Regions from separate parts of the Mus musculus genome. Here regions 1 and 2 are each linked to region 3. The links are chromatin contacts, called in public HiChIP or PLAC-seq maps. All regions are on one chromosome and are shown on one strand. The core of a region is the stretch at or near the end of the contact, and the rest is flanking DNA. Distances in the headings are between cores, read along the strand shown. Region 1 holds the start of Gabpb2 (GA repeat binding protein, beta 2). Region 2 overlaps Mindy1 (MINDY lysine 48 deubiquitinase 1). Region 3 overlaps Pip5k1a (phosphatidylinositol-4-phosphate 5-kinase, type 1 alpha).

The links. HiChIP or PLAC-seq counts read pairs in DNA pulled down with a chosen protein or histone mark.
Region 1: a contact with region 3 is called in a FOXA1 HiChIP or PLAC-seq map of pancreatic cancer cells. The contact joins the promoter of Gabpb2 here to the enhancer-like site in region 3. A contact is called at or near these places in 9 of 39 promoter capture datasets (the 3T3-L1 cell line, the C10 cell line, the HPC-7 cell line and 4 more), 1 of 15 datasets of contacts at CTCF or cohesin (embryonic stem cells), 14 of 484 Hi-C or Micro-C datasets (CD4 T cells, the G1E-ER4 cell line, Th1 cells and 8 more), 13 of 115 datasets of contacts at active chromatin or transcription factors (the 230-238 cell line, acute myeloid leukemia, cardiomyocytes and 7 more) and 2 of 9 other capture datasets (adipose tissue and liver).
Region 2: an H3K27ac HiChIP or PLAC-seq map of embryonic stem cells shows a contact between it and region 3, with 5 read pairs. The contact joins two enhancer-like sites. A contact is called at or near these places in 1 of 39 promoter capture datasets (pre-B cells), 5 of 484 Hi-C or Micro-C datasets (the G1E-ER4 cell line, LSK cells, Th1 cells and 2 more), 7 of 115 datasets of contacts at active chromatin or transcription factors (the SCID.adh cell line, bone marrow-derived macrophages, embryonic stem cells and 4 more) and 2 of 9 other capture datasets (adipose tissue and liver).

The regions. Positions count from the first base shown.
Region 1 is chr3:95,216,412-95,220,193 of GRCm38.p6, forward strand. It overlaps Gabpb2 (GA repeat binding protein, beta 2), which reads right to left and starts at 1,531. Exons shown (of 10, transcript NM_029885.1): 1 at 1,178-1,531. Mllt11 (myeloid/lymphoid or mixed-lineage leukemia; translocated to, 11) reads right to left here. Exons shown (of 2, transcript NM_019914.4): 2 at 2,133-3,782. The coding sequence ends at 3,774. Gm16740 (predicted gene, 16740) reads left to right here and starts at 1,046. Exons shown (of 4, transcript NR_108026.1): 1 at 1,046-1,647; 2 at 3,028-3,138.
Region 2 is chr3:95,289,493-95,293,289 of GRCm38.p6, forward strand. It overlaps Mindy1 (MINDY lysine 48 deubiquitinase 1), which reads left to right. Exons shown (of 10, transcript NM_199475.1): 3 at 1,530-1,587; 4 at 1,988-2,052; 5 at 2,633-2,791; 6 at 3,133-3,235. Among named protein-coding and RNA genes, the nearest start is that of Mindy1, 8.5 kb to the left of the region's middle. Within about 2 kb of position 1,474, at least 13 of the 459 cell types and tissues checked have an H3K27ac peak or open chromatin away from gene starts, as enhancers often do. A contact at or near this core is called in embryonic stem cells, where this site is marked.
Region 3 is chr3:95,065,431-95,069,373 of GRCm38.p6, forward strand. Pip5k1a (phosphatidylinositol-4-phosphate 5-kinase, type 1 alpha) reads right to left here. Exons shown (of 15, transcript NM_008847.3): 8 at 2,631-2,836; 9 at 1,952-2,035; 10 at 382-430; 11 at 1-75. Among named protein-coding and RNA genes, the nearest start is that of Gm24920, 23 kb to the right of the region's middle. Within about 2 kb of position 1,326, at least 93 of the 459 cell types and tissues checked have an H3K27ac peak or open chromatin away from gene starts, as enhancers often do. A contact at or near this core is called in acute myeloid leukemia, adipose tissue, bone marrow-derived macrophages and 5 more, where this site is marked.

The DNA.
Region 1 (3,782 bases), core at 281-2,780, 150 kb after region 3:
TGAGCGTTTGTCTAGTGTGTATCCTAAGATTTTTCTAAATTCTCTTCCTAGTCCCTCTGTGCTAGGAGTTGAATCCAGGGCCACAGGCATGCTACATTCACACTTGCCTCTGAGCTATACTCCCAACCCTGCCTCCTAGGAATAGGAAGCCAATAAAATACAAAACAAGACCAGGAGACCTTTCTGGGTCAAGTAGCACAGGCTGGCCTTGAACACCTGGATCTTTCTCTCTCCTCTTCTCAAGCACTGAGTACTTAGTGTTCAGAACTTTCAATAAATATTTTAATAACCATGGAGTGCCTGAGCACTTGACAAAGCAGCCCATTACCAAAGAATAATAACTTTTGTTTATCATTTGGGTGTGGTGGTTTGTTCTTTGCAAAGCATGTACAAAAAACATGGCTCACCTCAGTAATTCCAACACTCCAGGGGCTAAGGTTAGAGAATCGCTGTGAGGCAGCCAATCCAAACTACATAGTAAGACCCAAATATTGGATTGGAAACTAGAGAAAATCCTTTATAGGAAGAGGGAGACAGCAGAATTCCTGGAGGAAATCTGTGACAAGAGGTGCACGCTAAGAAAGAAAGCAATTGAAGAATTCTCGGTCTGTACTTTTTTTTCTTTTTCTCCCCCCCCTCACCCCCCACACATTCCCACTGGGAGGCCAGCTGTACAAGCATCTGTGTTGAGAACTGGATATAAGTCCATGACTGCTCTTGTTCACATTATGAACTTACTAAAGTTTCACGTTATTACTGGACCTTGAAAAGTCCAGTTCCCACTTCCTCCCTAGTCACATATCCCTCAGTTTTTGACATCAGCACTCTGCCAAACTCAGGGGCGCCAACTTGCAAGTGGGAGCCCCAGTCTGTAGTGGCAGCCCGGACTCCTGCGCCACACCGCCCCCTCGTGGTCACCCCATGTGGCCTTGGCTTCCCGGAGTCCAGCTCCCCAGCCCCAGGTCTTCCACCCACCCCCTTCACCTCCCAGTCCCCTCCCCTTCCTCCCGACAGCATCCCCTTCCTCTTGGTCCCTCTCCCCCCCGCCGCCACCCCCGCTCCGGCAGTGTGCAGGCCGGCGCCCACAGGTCCTGGCCGGGCTGGGCCGGCCACTTATCACTGCCCCTTGCATCGCAGTTCGGAAGCTCCGGAACCCTGCGTGTCCTTTCCCCCTCACCTATTCCGGAGCGCTGCCGGCTTCGCTCTCACTGGGCCCGCCAGTTTGGTCCCGTTTCTTTCTCTAGTTAAGACTCCTTGCCAGCGGCCTCACTTTTCGGCCTTTTCACATATGCATATTTGGGGGGGCCCTTACCCCCCCTCACGGAGAAATGGAGGCAATAAAATGGCGGACCCGGAAGTGAAGGCGCTGTGACTATACGTCCTGGCGGAGGAATCTGAAGGAAATGGGTTAGCGGAGCCACTTTGCCCTTCTCTCAGGACCTCAACGCACCTCTGAGTCCGACTCCTTCCTACTGAGGACCTCGTGAGCTGGAAAAACGTATACCGCGGGCATCCTGAGCGGGACTACTTAGCGAGGCGCAGGATCACCGATTACGTGGCTTACGTGAGGGATAGTTCCGGCAGGGGACGGACGCAGATGGTAGTTTTGGCGCCAACCAGTGCAGCGCTCGGAGGAACTGGTTACTGGTGCGTGTTGGCGTCCGCACTCTACCTTCCTGCTGGTTCAACGCCGGGCTAACTTGAGGGTTGGGGGAGAATCTTGCTTCCGCTATTCGGGACCTTCTGGTTATGCACTCCTGTCTGACCGGACACTTTCCCAGTGTCCTGAATATAGGTCAGGAAAGAACCCCTGAACTTTTGGGGGGAAGACTAGAATAGGATGGGACATGAAATTGCATGTCTTTCATTTACCAGTCTATCTTGGTTTCTGTTCACCATTTTAACTGATATAAGGACCGAGAGAAAGCTCGGAGAAAACCTTTCAAAAATCAATAACAGGACGCTGGAGCAATGCCTTAGGAGACCCCAGTTCAATTCCCAGCACCCACATTGCAGCTTACAACTGCCTTTAACTCCAAGATCTGACACCCTCACACAAGCAAGCATACATTTAGGCAAAACACCAATGCACACTAAAAATTAAAATCAGTAATAATAACAAACACGCCTTTGATCACAGCAGGAGGCACAGGTCTCCTAATTTAATACCAAAGTGCTAGGCCCACCCTAGCAGAGTCCAGCAGAGTCAGGTGGATTTCTCTGAGTTCAAGGCCCGCCTCCGAAGAAAACCACACAAATTTAAAAGTTAATAATGGGCTGGGGGGCGTGGCTAATCTCTGAGCACTGGCTGCTTACAGGGGAACCCTAGCAGGGCCTTGTAGATGCTTGGCAAGCCCTTCTACCATTGAGCTATGTCCAAATCCTAAATTGTTCTTCAAAGTCAAATATTAGACAGACAGAAGGAAGCGCTGGAGAGATGACTCAGTGGTTAAGAGCACTGACTGCTCTTCCAGAGGTCCTGAGTTCAATCCCCACCAACCACATGTTGGCTCACTTGTAATGGGACCCAATGCCCTCTTCTGGTGTGTCTGAAGAGTGCAACAGTGTACTCATATATAGTATAGTAAATCTTTTTAAAATAAAAAGAAAAGCTTCACTTAAAAAAAAAAAGAAAGAAAAAAAGATAAAAGGGAAAGCTGGATTCGGAAGTGTGAGTAAAATCTGTAGTACTTCATTGGAATGGAAAAAACTAAGCCCCAGACTTAGGATTTAACGTCTTTATTCCATAAATGAATAAACAGCTCCGCAATTCATCTGCAATAGCTTTGGAAGGAATGGGGACGGGTAGGGTCTGAACATAACTGCTTACTTCACGGTCTTATGGCGGCCAAAGAACTGTGTCAGGAATCACTGATTCCTATCACATACTGCAACTACAGAAAGGCAAAGCTAAAATACTTAGGACCAAAACATCTGCCTGTTCCATGACAAAATCACAATTTTATATAAATTCCCCTAATAATACTCTGGTGTTTCTTTAGATCAGATACATCTTTTGTCTTTTAGGAATTATCCTCATAGTGAAGTTTCCCTGTGAAGACTCAAATCTGATTTTCTGAGCATTTCTACCCACAGCTGGAAGCAGAGCTGGATATTAAAGGAGCTACCTCTGAAACGGTGCGATGTTTTTCCTCATCCCACTCCTTTGTTTCCCACCTTTAACTGCCTGCGTGTTTCTGGGGAAGAGAATGCATTGTAAGCAGCAGCAGCATTTCTTATCTTAGCCTTTTAGAAATCCTGTTTTGTAGAAAGTGTCTCAAAACTTCCAGGTTCTCATTACTTCTTGAAGCAGTATTTGCTTACTGGCCTGGTAGAGGACATTAGGGAGGCTCAAGTAATCTTTGAAGTTGATTAAAATGTAACAAACAAACAAAATAATTGGTCTCCCATTTTGCACAACTGTACCTCTCTGTGGTGCCTCAAATAAGGGTGATTCTTTTCTGGGATTAGTTAATATTCTCCGGGCTGACGGGAGGAAATCCTATGATCTAGTACTCCATTGATTAAACCCTTGACTTTGTGCCTAGAGGGCTTTTGAGAGAAACGGAGTAGGCAGATAAATAAATAAATAAATAAATATAGATAGATAAATAAGTACGTACATACATACAAACCTACAATTCAATTGGCAGATTCATCAGCACCACCAGCACAATAGAGGGAAGAGAACAAGATTAAAGTGGAAGGCTTAGAGAGGAAGGGACTTAAGAGGGAAGATAATGAAGGTACGGGGTGGGAGAGAGATCTTGGCCTTAAAGCAA
Region 2 (3,797 bases), core at 224-2,723, 220 kb after region 3:
CTGAGCCATCTTGCCAGCCCACACTTTGGGATTTTTATTCGAGCTCAACCCATGTCAGACATGACACAGTTCTGTGCCAGGCCAGGAGGGTGGCACTGTGAGAGATCCCAGCATGTCCTTGAGTGCATTGGCCAGCAGGCCAGCAGCTAGTGCTGACAGGTGGACATATGGTGCTGGAAACTTGAGGATCACTGAAGCCAGAGTCACACAGAGGCTTGTCTAACGGTATCAACACAGAGCCTGGGGATGCCATGTCCCTGGAGTAGGATAATGTGTCTGATTTTTTTTATTAATCTTATTCCAGTGGACATTAGTTTTGTTGTATTCACTGAGAAGTCAATGTTGTTGTGGGGCTGGTTCGTTAGTATGTCAGAGCCTGTCTTGTGACTAGATCTGTATCTTGCGAGAATTACATTATTCTAAGTCACACAGAATGTTTTCACCTATGTCTCTAACAGTAGGAGGCGCCTCATAGAAGGCGTGAGGTAAGGAAGTGCTCCCTGTGACCCTCTCCACCATCCGGATTTCTCTCAAGCCAGTTTTAAATTTCCAGATCACTCTTAGGTGCACCCGTGTCCCCTGCTCTCTCACTCTGGGAATGCCTGGCAGCATGCCCCGTTTCTTCCCTCGCCCCAGCTTTAAGCTCCTTTTCCCCATTCTGTTCCACCGTCGGATTGTTGTTTTAACAAAATCTCAATCATTGGGTTTTACCAATGAAGACTCAGGTACCGGATGCTGGGGTGGAGAAAGCAACATTGACCTTCCTCCTCAGCTGATGGATGTCCCAGCAGCAGCGCCCCTCTCTCCCACTGCCCGTCAAGCTGAATGTCCCTCCCTTGTACTTCCTGTGCATCTCTCTCTTGGCTCTCCTGACTCCCTCTTACTTTCCAGGAAATAATCCATTTCCTGCCACCTGGTTGCTTGCCCCTCCTCTTGACCTATGGTTGACTTTGTTTAATTCTGTTTACAATATTCAAACAGAATGCTCTTGATTTAAAATGCAGGCTAAGGTTGAACCTCACCACAGCTGGAAACAGGTTTTCCCAGTATCCACGCTCTCTAGGATCACAGTGTAATCAATATCCCACAGCAATAGCTCTCTCTTCTTCTGGGGTTCATGGTGTGATCAAACATCTCTCAGCATGGGCTCTCTCTTTCTGTCTCTATCTTTCTTGTTTCCTTTGTTTATTTACTTTTTGTTTTTGTTTTGTCTCCCTTTGTAGCCTGAACTGGCTTAAACTCACTACATAGACCAAGCTGGTCTCACACTCCTATAGAGATCCACCTGCCTCGGCCTCCCTAGTGCTGGGATTAAAGATGTGCGCCACCACACTCGTGCTTTTTTGAGGTTTTGAGACAAGGTCTTACACTGTAGGCCAGGTTGGCCTCACTCCTCCTGCCTCAGCTTCCTCAGTATTGGGATTACAGTGGTGAGCCGCCACGCCTAGCTTGGACCCGGCCTCTTGCTTTGTGTTCCTTCTTCACTGCTGGTAGTAAAAGCTCACATGTGACCACCCTTCCCTCTTCAGGTGAAGCTGCCCCCTCAGAAGGAAGTGATCACATCAGATGAGCTCCTGACACACCTTGGTGAGTGATGTAGTAAGGGGGAACCCTCAGGTGGAGCTCTGATGTGGGATTGAGGTTAAGGACGAGTCCGAGTCTTTTCTGTAAAGCTGAAGTATAAAAAGCAAAGATCAAAGGTTGAGAATTTTTCAGTTAAAGCACCAGCCAGTTCTGCCTGGAGTCACTACCCCGCCCACCACAATCACTGGTGCTGGGATCAAATGTAGGACTTGACCATCCTAGGAAGCACTGTAGCATTGAATTGGGTGGGTCTTTCACCTCTATAAGCCTATTTATTCCTCTGAGAAATTAAAATTCTGGATTGGAGTTTGAAAATCCATGGTCCTTCTCCAGAAGAGGGGGCAGCTGAGTTTTGGGGACGATTGGCAGGCTAGGGTAGGCTGATGAGTTTCCTGTCTTACAGGAAACTGCCTTCTGTCCATCAAACCCCAAGAGAAGTCTGAGGGCCTTCAACTTAACTTTCAGCAGGTGAGGCAAGAGGGCAGTGGATGAGTTCTGCAGCCTTGCAAGGGGACCCAGGACCTACTGAGAAGTCCTTGTGGCTGAAGGGCAGTTGATGAGGTCTGCAGCCGTCCAAGGGGACCCTGGACCTACTGAAAACCCTTTCTGTGTGAAGGGCAGTAGACATGGGGTCTGTGGGCTTGCAAGGGGACCCTAGACCCATTGAGAAGTTATTGTGGTTAATTTCTCATCTTGGTACCTTCTTAGTGAAGAACAACATCTCTCTGTCATGAAAAAAAAAAAAAAAAGACATTCATTTTTTTATTTGATAAAGAGGATTAAGGCAGCCCAGCATAGTGATGTATAGTGATGTGTGCCTTTAATTACAGCACTTGGGAAGCAGAGAGAGGTAGATGTCTGTGAGTTCAAGGCCAGCCTGGTCTACAGAGTGAGTTTCAATACAGCCAGGGCTCTGTCTCACAAAAGGGGGTTTGAGGTAAGAGGTGGATGAAACAAACGGTTTGTAAGAAAGCCAGACATGAAACATGGGATGGTGGGTGGCAGGGAGGGAAGGCTAGACCAGCCATCTTGTCTTTTCTCCCACCAGAATGTGGACGATGCAATGACGGTGCTCCCGAAACTGGCCACAGGTCTGGACGTCAATGTGCGATTCACGGGCGTCTCCGACTTTGAGTATACGCCGGAATGCAGCATCTTTGACTTGCTGGGAATACCTCTATACCATGGCTGGCTGGTGGATCCACAGGTGAGGACAGCAGGCCCTGGTGAATCTTGGCCAAGCTGGCATGAATAAAGCAAAAAGGGTTTGGGGCAGGCTGGGGCATCTGGGAAGGGGAGGCTGGAGGAGGGGTAGGATTTGGAGATTGAGATGACCCAGGATTCCTTGGATTCTAATGTTGGGCGGAGTCACATCCCAGGGGGGGGGGGGAAGCACACACAAATAAGATCAAGATCGGGTCTTTGGACATCAAAAGTTCAAAAAGTTCAGAAACCTTTGATCATGAGAGCCACAGTCCAGTGGGTTTGGTTCATTTCCTTCCTTTTAAAAAAAAGTTTATATTTGCTGTACCCCATTCTACTCCCCAGAGTCCCGAGGCTGTGAGTGCTGTTGGGAAACTGAGTTACAACCAGCTGGTAGAGAAGATCATCACCTGTAAACACTCTAGTGACTCCAACCTCGTGACAGAAGGTAATGGTGATAGCCCCTTTCCTTGTAGATCTCTTATGGAGGGAGGGACAGTGGAGTAGGCTTATTATTGTTGTAGTTTTGTGTAATACAGAGAGAGAGAGAAAAAAAAGAAACCTTTTTTTTTTTTTCCTTTTTGATATAAGGTTTCATGTAGTTCAGGATGGCCGTGAAATCACTACATAGCTCAGGCTAGTCTCAAACTCCTGACCTTCCTGTGCCAACCTCCTGAGAGCCCAGATTACAGATGTGCACTCTTGCTCTGTTGGATGACTGAATAAATATAGCCAGGCTTTAAGGAAGGGTTTGTAGCTCAATTGTGAGGACTGGGGTGCAGCAGGGGCTCTTAGCTCCGGCTGGCTTTGGAGCTGAGGATGATTTTTGAACCTCTGATCCTTCTGCCTCCAGGGTCCAAGTACCAGGACTACAGACATGCATTGCCAAGCCTGGCTTCAACTTGTGTGTGTGTGTGTGTGGGGGGGTGCTGCTGGTTGTCAGATCTGGGGCCTTGTACGTGCTAAGCATATATCCTAACCCTGGACTCCTCCAGCCTGAGGAAGGGGCT
Region 3 (3,943 bases), core at 76-2,575:
CTTGAACACTGTGTTGCACATGAAACGCTGGAACCGCTCAGCATAGAAGCCTGGACGATGCACTGACACCGTATCCTGTTGAAGAGGAGACATAGCTACAGGCTTAACAGAGGCCCAGCAAAGATACGGCTACAGGGTTAAATAGAGGCCCAGCAGGAAAGAGGCCATGTCTTTTGAATAGGAGACACAACTACAGAGAAAAAGAGGCCCAGCAGAAGGCTGTGTTGTTAAAAAGCTTGTTCTCTTAGATTGAAACCCTACCAGAGGGGTAAAACCCATAAATGAAAAAAAAAAAAAAAAAAAAAGGAAGAAACTGCTGAGGGGACAAATGGCAAAAAATGGAGAAGTGGGAAGAAGGCCTTCAGCTGACATTACACTCACCCCATCATGGACCAGTGCTTTCCAAGAGTGCTCCAACTTCTTAACAAACCTGCCAAGAAAAATGTGTATCACACACTGGTTTTTTATGTGAAAGACTATAATAATTATTTATTTTAGAGACCTTAAAAAGACCATGATAACAGAAAACCTTCAACAGATAAACACATCCACTGTATATATAGGCTTTCAAGAGAACTGGCAAGGTAGTACTTAGTCCACAGAGACCAATGCTGCTTCTAGCTAAGTCAATGATTCTGCCAGGGGGAAGGGCAGCTTCTAATTCCCTGACGAGTCAGGGAAAACTAGCAAATGTCTGAGGCCCTGGGTTCAACTGCTAGAGAAGGCTGAGTAAGCACAGGGACACACGCCTGTCACCAAGCACACCATGAGCTCCAGCTCTGCCAGAGCTACAATGGGAGACCTTGTCTAAAAAACAAAAACAAAACCAGGACAAACCACAAACCAAGAGAGAAAAGGCAGCTGGAGGAACAGGCGGAAAAAGCTGGGAAAGTATAGCCACACTTGCGTAAGAGGTCTGGTGAGATGGCTCAGTGGGTAAAGGCGCTTGCCACCAAGTCTGATGACCTGAACCAATCCCCACAGCTGTCCTCTGACCTCCACGTGCTGGCTATAGTATAAATGTTCACAAACATATACAATAAGCAAATAAATGTAAAAAAAAGTTTTAGTTAGATAATAATCAGTAAATTAAATATTAAAGATTCGGTCTGCGTCAGTACTGAAAATGTGTTCGGAATAGAACAGAGCCTAGCATTTCCAGCTCCTCCTCCCAGCACGTCACAGCCGCTATCTTCCACAGGCGGTTTTCACATAACACAGATCTCATTTTCCTGTGGAAACGAGAATGTGCCTCTAGCTATCTCCTTATGTGGAGCATGACTCAGCCCAAAGGTTTCTCCCGAAAGTCAAGGCAGAGGGAGTGCTCCACCCTGTGCTCCTGAGGACAGACCAAGCATTCCACAGAGGACACGTCATGCCGAAGAGGAATAAACCCACCTAAAATCCATGGGTCACCAGACCGTGACTCAGGGTTCTTGCATCATGAGGAACTTTATAAAGAAGTACGTGGGGAGCTGGGTGTGGTGGCGCATGCCTTTGATCCCAGCACTTGGGAGGCAGAGGCAGGCGATTTCTGAGTTCAAGGCCAGCCTGGTCTACAGAGTGAGTACCAGGACTGGAGAGGTGGCTCAGCAGTTAAGAGCACTTGCTGCTCTTGAAGAGAGAGGATCTAGGTCAGTTCCCAGCACCCACAGGTAGCTCACAGCCACCTTTACTCCAGTCCTAGGGGATTCAACACCTTTCTCTACACGCCACAAGCACCAGACATTAGAGTGGTACATATATATATATATATACATACATACATACACACACACACACATATATATATATATATATATATATATATATATATATATATATATATATATATAGGCAAAATGCAAAACATATTCCCAAAATGAAAAAAATAAATAAATCAATAAAAGGAAAAGCCGTGAGTGGCTAGCCATGTCCTCTCTGTCCTAATCTGTGACCCACATGCCCTCACCTGTAGGACTGAAGAATATCAATGATGCCAATATAAAGCAGGAGCCTTTCTCCTTTGTTATTCCGGGCAGGGATGCCACCCATGCTGGAGAAGCAAAGGAAAAGAGTTAGAAAAATGTGTTTACTACAGGGAGAGACTTCTAACGTCAGCCGAATCTGGACATGGAGCTAAGAACTAAACAGCTGCCTCATCCCCCAGACTATGCCCCTCTGAGCATGCATAGAACCTCCTGTACTTCTCCCACAGAGCTCCATCAAGACTAAAATCACCACTACACAGCAATTTTGGAGCAGTCCCCCTATAAAAGCAAACATGCTGTTACTTGGGTATCTTAATTTGTCCCCATTAAGACACTTTCCTTGGCAGTCATGTTGTAAGACATCTAAAACATGAAACCATCTGAAACTTTTAGTAACTGTAACCACTGGACAAACCCAAGACAGTGAGAGAGAGGCCTTTGGCAGGAAAGCCTGTGATATGCCGTAATACAACTGAATGAGATGTATAGTGCGCACCTAAGCTTCTAGATCTAAACAACACTCTCAATCTTTTCATCCTAGAGAGCTCTCCCCAGTGCACTACAAACTTGGACACTTTTTTTCCCTCTTCTATTCTTTTAAAGTCAATGGCTCCATGAGCATCAGTGCTGTGAGCAGCTGCTGCTTCCAAGCCCACTCACTGGTCCTCAGTCTCCACAGTGCCGCCCCGTCGAGCCTCGCCCTGGATGGATTCCATAGCTGTGGAATAGAGCGCCTTCTGTGGGGCTGGTCTGCGCGTGTCAGCCGAGTACTGTGTGTCATTGCTCGTGGGCTCCCTCTGTGCATGGTCCATGTTGTGGATGGACATCAACAGGCTGTAGTCCATTATCTTGAAGCTCTGCAGCACCTAATGGGGAGAAAGGACACTGTCAACATTTGGGAGCTGTCAGACTTCTTCAGGTTTTCACTGACTTCATCTCTCTTTTTACTCTGGTAGGTCTTTATTTATAGTCCTTTCCTTACCTTTCTCCCATTTGAATAATAGATGATGATGATAATAATAATAATAATGTCTCACCAAGTTCCCCATGGTATCCTTAAACTTGTGGTTCTTTTGCCTAAGCCTCCAAGTAATTGGAATTATAGGCCCAAGCTACCAGAGTAGGTAATGCGACTTTTTTGTTTGTTTTTTGAGACAGGGTTTCTCTGTATAGCCCTGGCTGTCCTGGAACTCACTTTGTAGACCAGGCTGGCCTCGAACTCAGAAATCCGCCTGCCTCTGCCTCCCGAGTGCTGGGATTAAAGGCATGTGCCACCATGCTCAGTTGCAACTTATTTTTTAGAGTTCATTTTGTCACTTATGAAAAGAACACTAAGGGGCTGGAGCGATGGCTCGGTGGTTAGGAGTAGTGACTGCTATTCAAGAGATCCTGAGTTCAATTCCCAGCAACCATGTGGTGCTTCACAACCATCTGTAATGGGATCTGATGCCCTCTTCTGGTGTGTCTGAAGACAGCTATAGTGTGCTCATATATATTAAATAAATAAATAAATGTTAAAAAAAAAGATAAAAATGAACAGAACACTGTCTTTTTCAAGGTACACGGACTATATACCCAAACTGTGGCAAACATCTGTAACAACAGGTTGGAGATGTAACTCAGACAGTGGAGTGGTTGCCTGGATGGTTGGAAATCCAAGCTCCATTCCCAGCACTACATAAACTGAGCATGGTGACATAAGATGAAGGAAGGAGCAAGAATCAAGGTCATTCTTAGCTACATAGGGAGAAGAGGGATAGCTTCGGTTACCTGAGTCCCAATCTCAAAAGGGGGGGGAAGGGAGTAGACTGTGACAGATCTGGGTCAGAAAAGATGTGTGGTACGACTTTCTATAATCAGTTTCAATTTAGTTCAACACTTACTGAATACAAATGTAAAAATAACTGCAATACAGTACAGTAAAACAGAACAAATATTTATATAAAAGACCATAGAGAAGGCTAAAAAAGATC